Regions from separate parts of the Sus scrofa genome. Here region 2 is linked to region 1. A link is a contact called in public Hi-C data. All regions are on one chromosome and are shown on one strand. The core of a region is the stretch at or near the end of the contact, and the rest is flanking DNA. Distances in the headings are between cores, read along the strand shown.

What was found. A called contact is a pair of places that touch in the nucleus more often than the background predicts.
Region 2: a contact with region 1 is called in a Hi-C map of skeletal muscle, with 5 times the contacts expected there. The contact joins the promoter of ZNF746 here to the promoter of ZNF777 in region 1. A contact is called at or near these places in 4 of 47 Hi-C or Micro-C datasets (epiblast stem cells, heart right ventricle, skeletal muscle and 1 more) and 2 of 2 datasets of contacts at active chromatin or transcription factors (alveolar macrophages and skeletal muscle).

The regions. Positions count from the first base shown.
Region 1 is chr18:55,641,629-55,647,174 of Sscrofa11.1, reverse strand. It overlaps ZNF777 (zinc finger protein 777), which reads left to right and starts at 1,456. Exons shown (of 6, transcript XM_003134910.5): 1 at 1,456-1,784.
Region 2 is chr18:55,681,153-55,687,421 of Sscrofa11.1, reverse strand. It overlaps ZNF746 (zinc finger protein 746), which reads left to right and starts at 2,846. Exons shown (of 8, transcript XM_021078687.1): 1 at 2,846-2,986; 2 at 6,066-6,269. The coding sequence starts at 2,963.

The DNA of each region.
Region 1 (5,546 bases), core at 207-2,706:
GAAATAGCAAAAAGACAAAAAAACAAAAACAAAACAAAACAAAAAAAACTTATAAAACAATAAGAAAAAAACTTTACAGCAGAAATACCCACAAAGGATATAAAGAGGAAATTCACAAAGAAACCATACATCTAGTAAATATGAAAAGATGTTTAACTTCCCTTTTTTTTTTTTTTTTTTTTTTTTTTTTTTTTTAGGGCCAAACCCCTGTCATATGTTGGCTCCCAGGCTAGGGGTCAAATTGGAGCCATAGCCGCTGGCCTACACCACAGCCATAGCCATGCAGGATCCAAGCAATGCACGTCAAGGCAATGCCAGATCCTTAACCCACTGAGTGAGGCCAAGGAACCAACCTGCGACGTCATGGATGCTCGTCAGATACGTTTCTGTTGAGCCATGACAGGAACTCCTCAACTTCCTTCATAATCAGGGAAATACAAATCTAAACACAAAGTAAAATAATGAACTGCGGTTTCACATTCATCCTACTGGCAAATGTTTTCAGGCCATTATCTGTAAGCGTTGGTGAGGATGTGAAAACAGGACGCAGGCCCTGCTGGTGGACGTGCCCCTGGGCCCTCTCCCTCTGGTGAGCACTTCGGAGCCCAGGGAGGATGAAAGCGACACTGTCACCCAGGCCCCTGGGTGTCTGGGTCTCCCTGTCCCTCGGAGGGCCACTGCATGGTAGGCAACGTGGCATGTCTACAGACACCCCTCCCGGGAAGGGGGGTCAACTGGAGTTTCTCCAGTGAAATACTATACAGTGGTTAAAATGAACCAGATATGCCTATCTGAAGATGACTATATCTCAAAAACATAATGATGCGCCGAAAAAAGGCAAGTCCCGACAGGGTGTGGGCCGAAGCACAGCAGCCACATAAAAATGGGAAACAGCGAAACGAGCGGAATGCACTGTTCGATGCTGCCCGATAGGAAAGGGCCGGGAAGGGGAGGGAAAGGACGCCGGGGCCCCGGCGTGGGCTCTGCCCTCACTGTCCCCCTTTCGAGGGGGGTCCGAGCTGACAGCAAAATAAGGCCGGCCCGGCCGCCTCCCGGGCAACACCACCCCTGAGCCCCCTGGGGTCCCTTTAGGTGAACACAGAGCGTCTGCCTTCTTCTCTCCTTCCGTTAGTCCCGGCGGTTTTCGCCACCTGCAACCAGGAGGCCTGCCTGTACTTCCTCCGTCCTTCTTTTCTCGGGTCCTGCCCAGCGCTGGCCAGCTCGCGGGCGCTCCGCAAACGGGGGTGGGCGCGAACCTGTCCGGGGAGGGGAGTCGCCCACTCCACGCTCCCCCGCTGCCTGGAGGCTCGCGCCCCGGGTGAGAGCGCGCGCGCCCACCAGGCCCCGAGAGGCCGCTGCCCCGGGCCTCAGTTTCCTCCCCGGCGCGGGGCCTGCGCCGCCGGCCGCCCCCCGCCCCCGCCCCCGCCCCGGTGCGCGGCGCGCTGTCCTTTCAGGTCGAAAACACCACTCGGGCGTTTCACAAAAGCACCCAACCCCCTGCGCCCCTGGAACCCGGGCTGCACGGCGCTGGTCACATGAACTCCGGGCCTCTTTCTGTGGGGCGACGGGCTTCCCAGATCCCTTTGTGAGCGCAGGTTTTGAAAGCGAGCGCCCCGGGTTCTGGGTTTGAGAGGCGCGGGGGGATCCGGCGGGAGGAAGGCTGTCGGAGCCAATCAAGCCGCCTCCAGACCCCGCCGCGCCGCCTCGCCGCGCGCTCTCGCCGCCGCTCCGCTCTCGCGCCTCCGGGTCTCGCCCCAGGCGCCCCGGGGAGGCGAGGACCCCAGGTGAGCGGCCGGGGGGCCCCGGGGCGGGGGGAGGCCCGGGCGGGCCGGCCCGGGCGGCACGACGGGCCGGCCCGGGGCTCAGGGCGTGTCCGTCGCCGCCTGGCTGCTCGCTCGACACACTGTTCGCTCCTACCGGCTGTAGATGGAGCTGTCTGGGTTCCTGCCGCCTCCGACGAGCCTCGGAGTGTTTCTCTTTAAACGGCCTGAGAGGGACATGCCTCCCAGGATGCAGTTTGTATCAACATGGCAGCTGCGGTGCAGCTCCCCTGCTGAAGAGGCGCCGGGACGGCAGCGCAGCTCGCAGCGGGGCCGGGGCCGGAGCCGGGGTCGCAGCCGCGGCCGCTGAGGGGCTGCGCGCGGGCCGGGGGCCGGTGCTGAGGGCCGGGGCCCAGCTCGCGGCCGGGGCGCAGCCCGCGGAGCCGCCGCACCGCCGCGCGCCCCGCTCCGACGCCGCCGCCGGGCTCGGCCGCTCCGTCCCCGCCCGCCGCGAGCAGGCCGGGCCCGACGGCCGCGAGAGCCCGGGCGGGCAAGGCCGGGCCGGGCCGGCGCCGCCTGCGGAGAGGCCGGGGGCCGGCCTGCGTGGGGCCGCGCGGCGGCGGCGGCGGCGGCGGGCGGACAGCGCAGGGCCATGGCCGAGGCGGCCCCGGCTCCGGTGAGGGCGGCCCGCGCGCGCACGGACGCGCGGACTCGGGGCCCTGGGGACGGCCTGCGCGTCCCGGGCTCGGCGGCCCGGCCTGGGGTCTCGGTAAGGGACGGAACGGCCGCGACGTGGGGGCGGGGGGCCCGGGGGCTCGCGCGCCCCGGCTGGGCGGGCGCGGGGGGGCGGCGGCGGGCGGGGAGCCGGGCCGCGGAGCCGGCCGCCGTCCGGGCGCGGCTGCGGGGACGCCCGGGGCCTGGCACGCACGCGGGCCGGGAGGCGGGCGGCGGGGCGGCGCGCCTCGCTCCCTGCGGAGCCGGCGCTGCGTCCGTCGGGGTTGCCGCCGCACGTCTTCCGCAGAGCTCGGCCCCGCGGAGCCTCCCGCGGCCGGAGCGCGGCGCTGACGCGGCTCTCCCCATTTCGCAGAGCGGAGACACTGAGGCACGGACACCTGGCGGCGACCGGCCCTGCCTGCCCCAAGGTCACGTAGCGAGCCATCCGTGGCGCGGCGCCCGCGTGCCCAGAAACGCCTGCCTCGGGGCCGCGGGCCTGGACGGGGAGCGGGCGGCCCTGGCGGCGGCCTCCCCGGGGGTGGGGGGCCTGGGCCGGCGCGCCGGGGACGCGGCCCGTCGGGGGGTGGGCGGGGGGAGGCCGGGCAGCGCCCAGCCGATCGTCTCCGGCGTGGGGAGCAGGTGACTCTCGGGCTCCGGCGCCTGGGCCTCGGGTCTCTGCGTCCGGGGGTCCGGGTCGAACTCTGGCTGTCGGGACGGATGGGGCCTGGGGAGCGATGTGCTACAGCCTGAGGGGCTGGCGTGCCTCTTCGGGGGGGCCGTTCTTAAAAACCTGCCCGCAGACTTGCTCTTTGAGATGCAGTAGCCGGTGCTGGGAGGAGGATTGCTGCATGGAAGGAAGGCAGTGCCCCTGAGCCTCAGTTTCCTGTTGTGTCCATCAAGGCCTGGGGATTTACGGCTTGCTAAAAGGCCTCTCAGGTCTTAAAATAATAATAGCAATAGTGATGATATGTAAACACTGCTTGGAAAAATCAAATAAAGTGGCTTTGAAATGCTTAGACCTCTAGGGCCCTTGAATAGTGTGTAGTTCTGCGTGAACCACGCTGGGTATGACAAGACAATGGCACAGCTTTTTTTCTAAGTCAGATGGGTATGAGTATGTGTTTTCCTGCTCATGGATGAATCCTGGAGACCCCACCAGCTTAGGATGATGCACGGGTAGGGAGGGTGGGTTCAATCCTGTGAAATAGGAACCAGGAGAATTCTCTCCCTGCCCCCAACAGGAAAGAATGCAAGCTGCTTCTTACATATTGTATTTACAGCTCCAGCCTTCTCTTGGGCCATTTCTATCTGCTTAGGGTAATATCGAGCCACAGGTTTCCTGGGACTGATGACATTACAGCAAGGGTCTCTCATTCGGGGGTACTGGAGGGGATGTGCCCTTGTGGCCCCTCGTGCTCTGCAGTCCTCCAAATCCAGAAATGGATCGAGACAGTCTAATAACAGAGAGCGAAGAACTGGTATTTTCCTTTGAGCTTCGATTAGACTAGTTAGTAAAGATGTCTTGGCCCTAATGGCTTTATTTTCCAGTCCTGAAGCCTTTCTGCATTGTTTCAGTTAAACCTCTGTATTACTCTGGGAGACTAACTTGGCCCCCCTTCTTCCTACTAGTCGTAGGCAAAGACCCTAATCCTCCTGTGAGGACAGGGCTATCAATGTGCCTGTTGTGTTGCATTATGCTCGTCACTTTCCCTGTGGCTGAGGCTCCCATCTCAGAGGGTCGGCCAGTCTTGCCCTCACCCGTGCAGAGTGGAGGGGTGGCTTGGTTGTTGATGAGCCATCAGGTTCAGGGCTTTGCGAAACCCTTGAGAGTGCCTGCAGAATTTTGTATGGATGCCCTTGTGTGTTTTTTGAGGGAGAGAATCCATAATTCTCATTAGCTTTTCAAAGGGGTCTTTGACCCCAGCATCAGATGGAAATGTCTTCCCACAGGTCTTTGTTTAATCTGCAAGCCTCCAAATCTTAGAGGCAAAAAGAATTCAGAACACATACTGACCGGCTGTCTCAGTTGACAGATGAGGCCTAGAGGCAACCTGTACGGTGCAGGCAGAGGCCCAGGCTCTGGAGCCAGACTGCTCTGTGACCTTGGGCTGGTTACTTAGCCTCTCCAGGCCTTGGTGCCTCCCTGTGCTAAGTCTAGTAGTCCCTGTGCATAGGGTTTTGTGAAGATTAACCCTTTAAAACAGAGTTCATGGCACATAATAAATGTCAAATAATTGTTAGCTGCCACCTGACTCATTAGTCTCACATCTGGTTCAGTGCCGAGCTATGGGATCAAATAACTCAAAACCTCTGGCCTGAACTAGGTCTTAAATCTTCAATCCTTTTTTTTTTTTTTTTTTTTTTTTGTCTTTTTGCCTTTTTCTAGGGCTGCTCCCATGGCATATGGAGGTTCCCAGGCTAGGGGTCGAATCGGAGCTGTAGCCGCCGGCCTATGCCACAGCCACAGCAACGCCAGATCCGAGCCGTGTCTGCAACCTACACCACAGCTCATGGCAACACCGGATCCTTAACCCAGTGAGCAAGGCCAGGGATCGAACCCACAACCTCATGGTTCTGAATCAGATTCGTTAACCACTGCACCACAACGGGAACTCCCTCAATCCCTGGCTTAAAAGTGTGATGCTGTCTCAGTTGAGCTATCCCTAAGTGAATGAATGAACAAAGAAAAGAAAGCAATAGAAGACACAAATGGGTTTTGGTGGCTTTGATAGATGACCAAAGGAACTTTGTTTAGTCTAATCCCTTTTTTTTGGTAACACAATCATTTACACTATTCATTCTACAGACGTTTGTTGAGCACGTGCTATATTTCAGACTGGACACCAGGGATATGCTAGTTTTCAAAGAAATCAAAGGGGACTTTCGGGTACTTCAAAGACAACTTGTATTTGGTGCAGAGTAATTGGCCATTCAGCAGATTCACTGAAGGGAGATTATGAAGAAATGGACAAACATTGATGCAGAAGAAATTCTGTTCAGTTCCAATAAGCATATTGATTGTCTGGATAGCTGAACGCAGAGCTGGTCACTCAGAAGCCCTTGGCTTCGCCT
Region 2 (6,269 bases), core at 1,597-4,096, 39 kb before region 1:
AAGGGACCAGAGGGAAAAACGCGGGCTGTGCTCAAGCACAGAGGCACCTGCAGGAGATCCCGGGGTCAGCACCCCCCACATCTAAACAGTCTGAACCGCCTGCTTCAGCCTCTCCCCTCCTGGGGCTGACATGTGGTCTCATGGTCACCAGCCTCGCCAGGCTCCTTCAGAGGGGGCTATGGGTGCGCAGTGCCCTTGCTCCGCAGAGGAGGTGGGGTGGGAGTGGTGACAGCCCAGAGGAGAGTGCCTTCTTGGGACCATAGTTCGTCACACTGCATAGAACAAGGAGTCAAGATTCGTATTAAGTGAGACAAAGAACATATGCATGACTGGAGTTGACACAACATTGTAAATTAACCATAATTAATTTTTTAAAATTTAAAGGCTTAAAACATAAAGATTTGTATGAAGTGGTTCATTTATGCTCTGTAAACCTACCCTGTACCAGACACGGTAGGGGAGAGGAGAGAAAGGAGATCTGAAGGCTGCAGGGCCAGCTACCCAGGATGCTTTGCAGTGAGTGGATCCCAGTCTTTAGTGGCAGGTTGGGTGGGTCGTTATTCCCCAGGTTCAGGTGTGTATCCGAGCCCCACTCCCACCCCACCCATAAACCCTACTAGGAGCTTGTTAAAAATAGACCTTCTTTCTAAAAAGCTTTCCCCACAATAGTAAGGACCCATCCCCAGAGATTTAGATTCAGCAGCTCCAGGAATTGGCCCGCTCGCAATTCTCTGCTTGGCTGATGGTGAGGTGACAGGCGGTGTCACGGGATTAACACTGTCAGTCCTCAGGCTCTGAGGCCCGGGGGCCGTGTGTACTTAACATCTTCCATTTGGTGGGAGTTTGAGCATCTATAAAACAACTCAGGAAACATGCATCAGATTCCCTTATCTGGGCACTTCAAAAGAAAGCTAGGGCAGAGGATGTGGGGAGGGGTCTGTCCCAGGAAGGCCCAGGTGGGGTCCTGCTTGGTTACACTTTGAACAAAAGAAAAATCAAGGACTTGACTATGAAGCTAAGGAAGCTTCAGAGCACACCCCTTGCGCCAGCTCTTACCTTCTCTTCAAAATTTGTAATTCTGTGAAGGTTTATTTTCTTAAAAATAGTCCCCGAATTATACAAGCTTCCGGCCCACAAAACAGGGGTCTGGGAGAGGGGAGGCATGATTTGGAAAGGATAAAAAACACGTGGAAGAAGAGCGAGAGGAAAAAAAAAAAATTGGAAGACAACCTCCGAGTAGATTCCAGAACATTCTCCCACAGTGAGTAGGTCCAATTTGCCTGGTCAGGAATTTCCTTCCAAAGACAAAAGGTGCAGGGGCTCCAATTCCAAAATCTCTCTCCCTGACTCCCAGCCCCACTGAGGGGCAAAATCCCTGGGAGCTGAGGGCTGCGGGAAGTGGACCTCAGAAGACAACTGGGCCAGCAGCACCAGCGGGAAGAAGAAAATCAGGCCTCTGGAAACGACCTCTGGCAACAGTCTGAGGAAAGCCTTGGCCCCAGGCCGCTCCTGGGGAGATTCCGCTTTCACACATAAAGAAGAACACATCCGGGATAAGCCGCTTCCTGGACCTTCAGCCCAGAATGACCAAGAAACAACAATCTGCAGGTTGAGACCCCAGCTGCCAGACCGCAAGCCCAGCAGGACACGGAGCACGTGGCCCGCAGGTTCCGCGGATCCAGAGAGTCCCACTTAAGAGGAAATTCTGCAAGGAAATGCGTCTCGCAGCCACACGAGGGCCCCATTCAAAGCTCCCTCCAGCCACCAGCCCGGTTCGCCTCTTGAGGAGTTTTCCAATTTATTTGCCTTTCTCTCCCTGGTTTAAAAACACTATTCTTGTGATTACAAAATGGTATAAAATATTCGTGCTCCTATGACAAAATAAAGAACATTTAAGTTAGAAAATGTATAAAAATGGCTTGTGGTTTCACTTAATACACTTTCAAATCTTCCAATTTATATGTATACACACACACATATGCACATACATACACACACATAAAGTATCATTATTATATATACATAAATCATTCTGGACAGACTTCTCTTAAAATGCCATGAACATCTTCCCATACCAAGTTCTTCACCACAATAATTTTAAGTGATGGTATTGTGTTCCGCTGTTGATGCCGTTGAACATATTTTTACGGGTCATCTTAGAATTATAGAAAGTTCTAAGCGGCTGCCTATCAGGGCTTAGTGAACTATACTCCTCTTGTTGGAAGAATTTCTTTGCATTTCAAATCAAGGGCGGACGTGAGGTCCAGCCGTCCGCGTCCACACCCAAGAAGCCCAGAGCGCCTGGCGGGACCTAAAGCAGCAGCGGCGACGTGGCGGGAGCCCTTGGGCAGAAGGCGCGGGTCTGCTGGGGCTCGCAGGGGCCGCCGTCGCCACGATCCCCGCCCGGGGGCGGCCCGGCTGCTCCCGAGTCCCTCGGGGCGCGGGGGACCAGAGCCCGAGGCTCTCGCGGCCGGCGGGGGTCAGCGGGTCGAGGGGCAGGTGGGCAGGTGGGCCGGCGGTCGGGGGGTCGGGGGATCGGGGCGGCGGGCCGGGGTGATCGGCGGGCCAGACGCCCGGGAGGCCGGCGGGCGGGCCGGGACCAGGGCTCGGCCGGCGGGCGGGGCGGGCGGGGCGGGCGCCGCGCCTGCCGTTCGCCTCTCCGGGCTGCAGGTGGGGCTGTGCGGCCGCGCTGCCTCCAGGAAGCCTCACGGGCCTGCGCCGGCTCCCAGGATGCAGTGTGGACCGGCCGGGCGCTGACGGCGGCGGCGCGTCTGCGGGCGGAGCGGCGCGGGCGGACCAGCGAGGCGCGCGGCGACGCGGGCGGGGACGGCAGGGCCGGGCGGGCGCCGCCTGCGGAGAGGCCGGGGGCCGGCCTGCGTGGGGCCGCGCGCGGCAGCGGCGGCGTTGGCGGCGGCGGCGTTGGCGGCGACTTCCTCCGGGCCCGGCCGGACAGCACAGGGCCATGGCCGAGGCGGCCGCGGCTCCGGTAAGGGCGGCCCGCGCGCACGGACGCGCGGACGCGGGGCCCGGGCGGCCCGGGCCCAGCACACGGCGCCGCAGGCCCTGGGGAGCGGCTCCGGGGGCCGGGCCGGGCCGCCGCGCCTGGGGCTCCGGCGAGCGGGGCGCGGGGTCCGCCGGGGCCTACGGCGCCCGCCGGCCGGGCCCCCCGTTCCGGGCCGAGCCTGGGCGGGCGGAACCGGCCGCGCCCGCCCCCGAGGCCGCCCCACGCCGAGTTCCTGCCGGCGCCGGGGCTTCCTGCCCCCGCCCATCCGCTGGCCCCCCGCTCTCCGCGCCCCCCACCCCGCGTCTCCTTTCTCTGCCCACCGCCCAGCTCCCCCCAGCGGCCTGGTGGCACCTGGGAGGTGTCGGGGCGGCTGCGACGCCGAAGACACCGAGCACCCTCTGAGCGCCCAGCTCGCGCGGGGTCGGGGCGCAAGACAGCTGCTCCCGTGGGTAGAGGCGGGCCCGGCAGCAGCCCTGTTAGGCGTGATTGTGTCCTCACCACACATCTCGGGGGGGGGAGGTCCGCCTCCTCCGTGAGAAACAAGCAAAACGCGAGGCCTGAAGAAGTTAACTTACCCAGGATCGCACAGCCAGGAAGTGTGTGCAAAGCCGGGGTCGCTCTGTGTTCAGGGACACACACTGCGCCTTGCGGGGAGCAGACGGGTGCCCGGACGAAGGTGAAGCAAGACAGAAGGAGGTGCGTGCACCTCCCTGGCCTGTGCTGCTGTGATTTGAGCTGGGCTTTTAGGGCGGGCTGGGATTTCATCCGGCTGAGCTGGACCGGTGGAGCTTCTCTGGTAGAGAGGAGGCTTGGACCCAGAGACGGCAGAAGGGACCCTGTTTGCCTGGAAAAGATGGTTTCGGTAGCGAGGCAGTGGGAGAGGAGGCTGCAGAGAGAGTTGGAAGGGGTTTGGATGCCTGGACTTCATCAGATGGGTGGGGAGCCATTGAAGGATTTGGAGTCCTTTTAGCATCAGCCGCGCTCAAGCCAAGAGTGTCGCTAGCAGGAGGGTCAGGACGGCCCCATCATGTCCACGCACCGTTCTGTGAGTCGCTGGGCTTCAGGAGAAATATCTCCCACCACATGGTGTGAAGGCCGCGGTGAGGCTGCCTGGCCCTGTTAAAATGTAAGAAAGCTGTGTGCCTGGCTGAGAAGATTGGGGTTTATGCAGGTGCTGTTTTCCAGCCACACCAAGATGGTAATAAGGGCACTCAGATGCTCTTGGAGGTTGAGTGGGACTTCAGTGGATGGGGAGCTGGGTGATAAAGTGAAAGGACACTTCTGAAGCAAACATTTAGAGGTGGCAGTCGTGTGGCAGGACCCATCCAGAGGAGTGAGGGGAAGGGGCAAGGCTGAGCCCGCCCAAGGCGCCAGCCCAGGGCAGTCCCTGCAGCCTCAGGGCAGAACCACCTACCTCTTGAGCAAGAGTCCCACCCACATCCAGTTTCTCTGCCAATCCAGCTCCTCCCCATCCTTTGAGCCCCGCTAAAGCCCTTCCTTCAGGTCAGAGGTCATCTGGTCCAGCTGCCTTCCAAACCGCAGAATCCCTGATGCTCCATCCTTGGCAGTTTCTTCTGCCTCTGCTCAAACTCTCAACTGTCTTCGGAGGGGTCCACCCGTGTTCTAGTTCTCAGTGACTTTCCCTAAATGACTCCACCCTGCTTCCTAGTAGTCATTTCTTCATTTTGTAAATAGTCCCCAAACACTTGCTTGGGAAGGATTTTCAGAATGCTGTCAGAAACCATTGATCCTCAGGCACTGCTGGAAGGCGCAAAGAGCAGCACACGCTCTCTGACCCTTGGGTCCCAGCTTTAGATGTGGGTGTCCCGGGAGGGTGGTGGGCCAGCCCCACCCAAAGCAAAATGTGCCCTTGCCTCTGTGTCCCCAGCTGCCGGCCATCCAAGCCACCATGTGACTTTTCCAGTGGCAGGCAAGTCCCTGGGGCATCTCTTTATCCCTCTACCTCTTTATCATGTCTGGTAGCTGCCGCATATATCAAAGTCTGACCTTGAGGCATTTGTCTTACCTTCCTCACTAGTCTCTGTAAGGTTGTCACTGGTCTTGGGACAGCTACGAAAATGTTGGAGACCTTACTTCTCCTTGGGAGGAGTAGGAACAAGGAGAGAAAAAAATCAGTCTCACTAGGGCAGGGGGCTCGTGTTGTATCAAAAAGTATAACTCTTGGCTGGAGGATATTTGCAGTAATAGTGATTTTTAGGGGTTTTTTTTGAGGGGGATTGCATGGGAGGGGACAAAATCGGATTGTCCTGGGGTGGAGAGGAATTAGTCATTAGGTTTTTTTTTGTTTATTAAAGAGACACGAGATGCTTTTTTTAAAAAAAGCAGTTGGGCAACACTCGTGTTTGTGTCATTTCAGTGAACCAGCTGTTTTGGTGTGGTTTTTTTTTTTTTTTTTTTTTCGCTAGGTCATCATCAGTAGAGAGATCCTGTGCGATTATGATGGAAGGTGCTGGCTGGGCTAAATCTACAGTTGACTATTTCTCCACCAAAACACCCCAGTAGCGCCAAGTCTAGCAAAATGGCACTGTTTAGCAAAATGGCGCTGAGGGCCTACCATGGGCCACTCACTGTGCTGTGAAAAGATGCAGTACTGGAGTTCCCACTGTGGCAGTGGTGTCTCTGGAGCACTGGGACGCACGTTCAATCCCTAGCACGGCACAGTGGTTTCCTTGCATCTGATCCCTGACCTGGGAGCATCATATGCTGCAGGGTGGCCACAAAAGAAAAAGACAAAAAAAAAAAAAGACGCAGTATTGCTTTTGGGGGGCTCCTAGAGGCAGATGCAGGGGTGAGGTCCATGATGGGGGTCTGCTGGGCTGCTGCCAGGGCCTGGAGCAGGGGCCACCCGCCCAGCATAGGCAATGTCTAAGACCCCCAGAGGAGCTGACCGCCAGGCTGAGACCTGGCATGTGACACAGAACATCCCCACTCCCACCTGGCACTCCTGGCTCCCAGCCCAGCTCCTGGATGCCTAGGGGAGGGGCTCAAGGAACCTGGCAGGTGGAATGGTTGATGCTGGTCTTCTTTGCATTTCTGAAAGATTTCTCCGTGGACGATGGCAGCTACCATCCAGGCCATGGAAAGGAAGATTGAATCGCAGGCTGCCCGCCTGCTTTCCCTGGAAGGTCGAACCGGGATGGCCGAGAAGAAGCTGGCCGACTGCGAGAAGACGGCCCTGGAGTTCGGGAACCAGCTGGAGGGCAAGTGGGCGGTGCTGGGGACGCTGCTGCAGGAGTACGGGCTG